Regions from separate parts of the Rattus norvegicus genome. Here region 2 is linked to region 1. The links are chromatin contacts, called in public Hi-C maps. All regions are on one chromosome and are shown on one strand. Each heading gives the region's core, a stretch centred on a gene start, on an enhancer-like site or on the middle of the called end of the contact. The rest is flanking DNA. Distances are from core to core; before and after follow the strand shown.

Evidence for each region. A called contact is a pair of places that touch in the nucleus more often than the background predicts.
Region 2: a Hi-C map of kidney shows a contact between it and region 1, with 4 times the contacts expected there. The contact joins the promoter of Chrne here to the promoter of Arrb2 in region 1. A contact is called at or near these places in 3 of 12 Hi-C or Micro-C datasets (kidney, mammary epithelial cells and psoas muscle).

What each region holds. Positions count from the first base shown.
Region 1 is chr10:55,644,206-55,646,918 of GRCr8, reverse strand. It overlaps Arrb2 (arrestin, beta 2), which reads right to left and starts at 1,317. Exons shown (of 15, transcript NM_012911.2): 1 at 1,217-1,317. The coding sequence starts at 1,239.
Region 2 is chr10:55,832,659-55,835,407 of GRCr8, reverse strand. Chrne (cholinergic receptor nicotinic epsilon subunit) reads left to right here and starts at 1,254. Exons shown (of 12, transcript NM_017194.1): 1 at 1,254-1,340; 2 at 1,569-1,711; 3 at 1,784-1,828; 4 at 1,930-2,039; 5 at 2,139-2,294; 6 at 2,741-2,749. The coding sequence starts at 1,295. It also overlaps a transcript of Gp1ba not described here.

The DNA.
Region 1 (2,713 bases), core at 68-2,567:
TAGGGAGGGCGCAGCGTGCACAGTGTGCTTGGCCAAGAAGGCAGAGCAAGGGAATTACCAGGGAGGTACCCAGCTTGGAGGGGTGCAGCTAAAGCAGATGCCTCTTTGTACTTCCTGCCATTCTCGCCATTTCCTCTGGCCCAGAATTTGATGAGATGGTAGGGAATTATGCCAAGTCAGCAGTCTTTCTTTGGTCCATCTATTCCCTCCCTGAAGTACTCAACGGAAATTTGGGGGCCTCCCCCCCAAGTAAGTGACTTCTCCTTTCTCTGGGGTTTAGTTTAACCTCAAATCTAGGAGGTCAATCTTCCCTGTAAGCATCTCTCTCAGATATTGGTCTTCTTAATACTTAAGGGCAGTGGGAGTGGTGGGGTTGGTCTCATGTTTTGCAGAAGTCACTGTTCATAATCAGGCCCTTATCCTTGGTCCTCTCTGGCTTGAGGCACATGGCCCCAACCTATTATTTAGTTCTTGCTCCTTTGGAACTCAAGTATTCACCCCATGTCCTCCTGGGGGTGTTGGGTCACAACAGGAAGTGGATTTTGCTATAGACCAAAAAAGAGAACTCTGGTATCAGTGGAAGGAAGGAGCCTCGATTGCACAGAAAACATCCGGGGAGAGGATGTGTGTCCAGGGCAGATACTACCTCTCTCTCTCCCCAGGACAGGAATAAAGCCCAATTTCAGCGAGGGTCCCTATGCACTCTACTCTCTCAAGAAGCTGTTGCTCCTAGCAACCTAGGAGAAGGCAGAAGTTTGGTAGCAGAGCTATCCGACCCTTGGGACAGGTGGGAGCAATCAGACTGTGGGGTATTGGGCAGGAGGCTTTCCATTGGTTGGGCACGAGTCTAGGGGAATCCCTTCCCAGCATCCAGTCTCCCAGCACACAACCCCTCGGGGCCGGCCACCTGCTCCTCCTTCCTCCGCCCCTGCATCACAGCCTGCAGAGAACCCAGTAGTCCGACTCCTACATCTCTGTGAGAACCCAGGCGTGGGTTTCCCGATCTCTATCAAGTCTTGCTTTTTGCAGGAGCCCCAGCACGCACCCCCACTCCAATATCCTCAAGGACCTAGGCTTGCGGCCCCGGACAGCTACCCTCTAGGGACCCAGGCGTCCGGCCCCGGGGTTTCTTCCCCGGTGTCCTTGTCTGTGGATCAACCTGGCACACTCCGCGAGCAGCCGCCCATGCCCCGCGGCACGGCCCCACCTCCCTTACCTGGTCCCGGGTTTTTCACCCATGGTGCGCGCGCGCTCGCCGCCCTCCACCCGCCGGGTTCGCGGCTCGCTCGCAGCCTTCTCACCCGCTGCCAGGTCCCCACTCCTCCCCGAGTCACTGCGCACGCGCGTCCTCACTCTTTCTCCTCCTTCCCCTCCCCTCGCGGTCTGGGTCTAGGGGAGCTGGGGCCAGCTGCGTCAGCCGGAGCCCGCGCGCCGCGGCGCAGCCCGCCCTCTTCGAGCTGGCTCCGCCCCACGCCTCCGCCCTCAGTCTCCCTCGGGGAAGCCTCCTCGCGCCGTCCCTACTCTCGATCTCCCCGCCCCTCCTCAAGCCTTTGGAACTAGATTGGGCCCCTTAAAATGGAGGCGGCCGCCTTCGAGAAGTTTAGAAGCAGCTGATTGGCCGTTGGTATCCATAGCCCTGCAGGGATCCCTCCCCTTTGTTTGCTTTCACTGTAGCGGAGGAGGGACGGGATCGAGGGGGCGGTGGGAATGAGCTCAAACACTGTCTGGGTCTGAGCACCAAGGGGCTGCCCACGTGGGTGAGCCGTATCTGTTGCGTGATGATGCTTGCTTTGGTATGCGCTGCTCATCCCTGAGCTTGCAGCCTTGTTTGGCCTACCTTTCCCGCGTTCTCGTGGTCTTCAGCTCCCCCTGGTGTATTGTCTTTGATTTTTTTTTTTTTTTTTTGCAGTGTCACTTTAAAACATTCAGACTTTGTCATCTCCCTTACCGTCTATCCTAGCCATCATTCACCTACTCCACTTATCTCTTCCATTCTTCATCCTTCCCTCCCTGCCTATTTTGTGTAAGTCACTGTGCAGAGCCATCGGGACAACATCATGGCCTAAGTTTCCTGGGATCCGTGAGACATATAAAACAGGTATTATGCTCCCAGGAACGCTATAATAGATATGACTCAGACCATCAAGCAACTAAAAGCCTAAAAGCGCTTGGCCAGCGTGGAGGAGGGAGTGCAGTCACTCCATAGCATAGGAAATTTGAGGACAGCCCTTCTGAAGGATGGACAGAAGTGGGGAAAGGACATCCTAAAGATGAGTAAGGAAAAGCACGCCCTGTTCTAAAATGTCTGTGGGTTAGATGGCAGGAGGTAGAGCTGCGGAGGAATAGAAGAGACGGTGGAAGACTGTGTATAGCAGGTGAAAGAAAGAGCCCGAGGAACTGTAGTCTTTATTTAATTTAATTTAATTTAATTTTCTGCTAGGGCCTCACATATGCTTAGCTCACCACTAATTCCAGCCCAGTGCTGATTTGATTGGGTTTTGCTTTCACCAGAGGAATGTCGAGATAGGACTTCTCTTTTTGGGTAACGTGTCGCATAGCGAGACCGCTCGCTAGAAGATAAGCTAGCCGAGGGAAAATGATGAACAGAGAGTGGAGGGGAGCAGAGGGGCCATATTAGAGGTTCATTGCTGGGGCAGCATTGACTGGGTTTGGCGGAAGACGACAAGGGTGATTGACATTTCTAGACTTACAG
Region 2 (2,749 bases), core at 5-2,504, 190 kb before region 1:
CCTTATTTCAAGAAACCCCTGAGTACTCACCATGCTTGCGCTCACACTGCAGTCCTAGCCCCTGGAGGGCCTGGGGGATCAGTTCAAAGCCGGCCTGAGTTCTACAAAACCTACCTTTAAAACAAATGAACTAATGAAAAACAAGCCTAGTGGCTCATGATTGTCATCCCAGCCCCAGGTGGCTAAGGCAGAAAGTTCAAAACTTCAGCGCCAGCCTGAAGACCAGTGTATTTTGGACAGTAGTTGGAAAGACAGTATCATTGATGACCACCATAAGGTGGCAGCAAGAAAAGGGAAGGGATAGCAGGTCTCCTGTTCAAAGTAAGGTCACAGTGGGCTTATCCTGGGGTCATGTTGAAGGCGTTGTGCCCAATACTGAACATAGGCTTTGCCAGGTCAAGGGTGTCACTGCAGAGTAATTCTGTATGCCGCCTGTCTTATTGCCAGGTCTTCGTAGAGACTTTTTGTGTAACCATTAGTATGAATGGACCCATCAGGGTATGATAGCATGTACTGTCCATGGGTGGGGGTTGTGGTGTCTGAATGAGAACACCCCCCCCATACATACATACACATAGGTTCATGTTTGAATGCTTGGTCCTTAGTTGGTGGAACTGTATGGGAAGGATTAAATGTGGCCTTATTGGAGGAGGTATGACATTGGGGTTGGCCTTTGAGGTTTCAAAAGACTATTCCTAGTTCTCTGCTTCATGCTGCCATTTGAAGATGTGACCTCTCAGCTTCTGCTCCAGCACCATGCCTACTGCCATGCTCCCCACCATGATGGTTCTGGAATGTAACCCTCAGGAACCACGATCTTCAAATGTTTTCTTTTATATGTTGCCTTGGATGTGGGGTCTTAGAATGGCAATAGAAAAGTATCTAAGCCAGGGGTAGTATGAGGGGTACAGGATGTTTACTCCCTCAGATGCATCCATTAGAATCACCATTACAGGGCAGCTGTATCGAAGATACCAGTATGCGTTGAGAATGGGGTCTACAGCACTAATGGCTTGTGGTTTCCAGTGTTTAGAAGCCTGCTTCTCTCCTGAGATGATAGGCCTGTGGCTTACAGAGGCTGCTGAAGCTCGGGCAAAGGATGCTGGGATGGGGTGGGGCAAGGGACACAGGATGAGGCAGCTGCCTCTTCCACCCCCACAGCAGGGGCAGAGGATTAGGTGACAGTCCCTAAACCTAGTCCGGAACTAGCACCCTCCTCCCCTTCACACAGGCACCTTGGCCTGCTCCCTCAAGCTTGTCAAAGCTCAGAATAACCTGAGAACCAGACATCAGGATGACAATGGCTCTGCTTGGGACCCTGCTTCTCCTGGCACTCTTTGGTAGGGACAAGGGTGAGGGGAGCCAGGTGGATCCATATGTCAACATGAGGGGGGGAGGGAAAGGACTGAGTTGGAGACTGAGACAGTACTTGGTCCCCAGGTACAATAATGTCGGTTTGGGAGAAATCCAGAAATACAAACCCAGGAGGGTGCACTGGCCTGAGGGGCAGAGAGAAGCCTTTCAGGCTGCTGCTTCATGTGCAGTGGCCCTTCCTTCTTGAATCATAGGCAGAAGCCAAGGCAAGAATGAAGAGCTGAGCCTGTATCACCATCTCTTCGACAATTATGACCCAGAATGCCGGCCAGTTAGGAGACCTGAGGACACTGTCACCATCACCCTCAAGGTCACCCTAACCAACCTCATCTCACTGGTAAGACTTTCCCCCAATTCTAATCCTGTACCCTCACTTCTACCTCTAACTCCTGGCTTCTTTCTGTTGTAGAATGAGAAAGAAGAGACTCTGACCACCAGTGTCTGGATTGGAATTGTGAGTCAGATGTGGGGAGCAGTTGGAGGGTTCCCAGCCAGCCTTTCTTTTCTGCCAGGTGGGAGATTGAGAGCACGTACCCTTTTGTCCCCACTTCTTAGGAATGGCAAGACTATCGGCTCAACTTCAGCAAGGACGATTTTGCAGGCGTAGAAATCCTGCGGGTCCCTTCCGAACATGTATGGCTGCCAGAGATTGTTCTGGAAAACAAGTGAGGATTACCCAAGAGCCCAGGCTGCAAGGGAACTGGTTTTGGGGGGATTTGGTTGTTGAAGGAGGTTCAGACACGTGAAAAGCTTGGTTTCCACAGTATTGATGGGCAGTTTGGAGTGGCCTACGACTGCAATGTTCTGGTCTATGAGGGAGGCTCTGTGAGCTGGCTGCCCCCAGCTATCTACCGCAGCACGTGCGCAGTGGAGGTCACCTATTTCCCCTTTGACTGGCAGAACTGCTCTCTCATTTTTCGGTAGGAAGAATCACTTTAAGCATGGTATTGAGATGGGCCTAGAGCATGGGACAAGGCCTGCTATGGAGTAGTAGGTGGGGTCTTTTTTGGAAGGACTTTGTAAAGGAGGTGGGGTGAGGAAATGGAATGAAGGGGTGGGAAGCTGGATCTAGGTTTGCAGTAGGGGTGGGCACAGGCTTCTTGCTGCCATCTTGTAGTTTTAGCCCGTAGTCCCAGCTACTCCTCAGGGGAGTCTGAGGCATACAAATTATATGAGTTCCAGAATCCCTTGGATAACATGGTGAGCCCGTCAGCAACCCAAAACAAAACAAAAAGGAAGCAGGGTTGGGAATGTGCCGGGGAGTGTGGGCAACAGAAGAGAGCCATATTACCCTGCCAGATCCAAGCCCAGGGTGGGCCTAAGATGGCTCCCAGCTGCTGGAGTAAAGATTGGCTCTGTTTCACAGTTCCCAGAC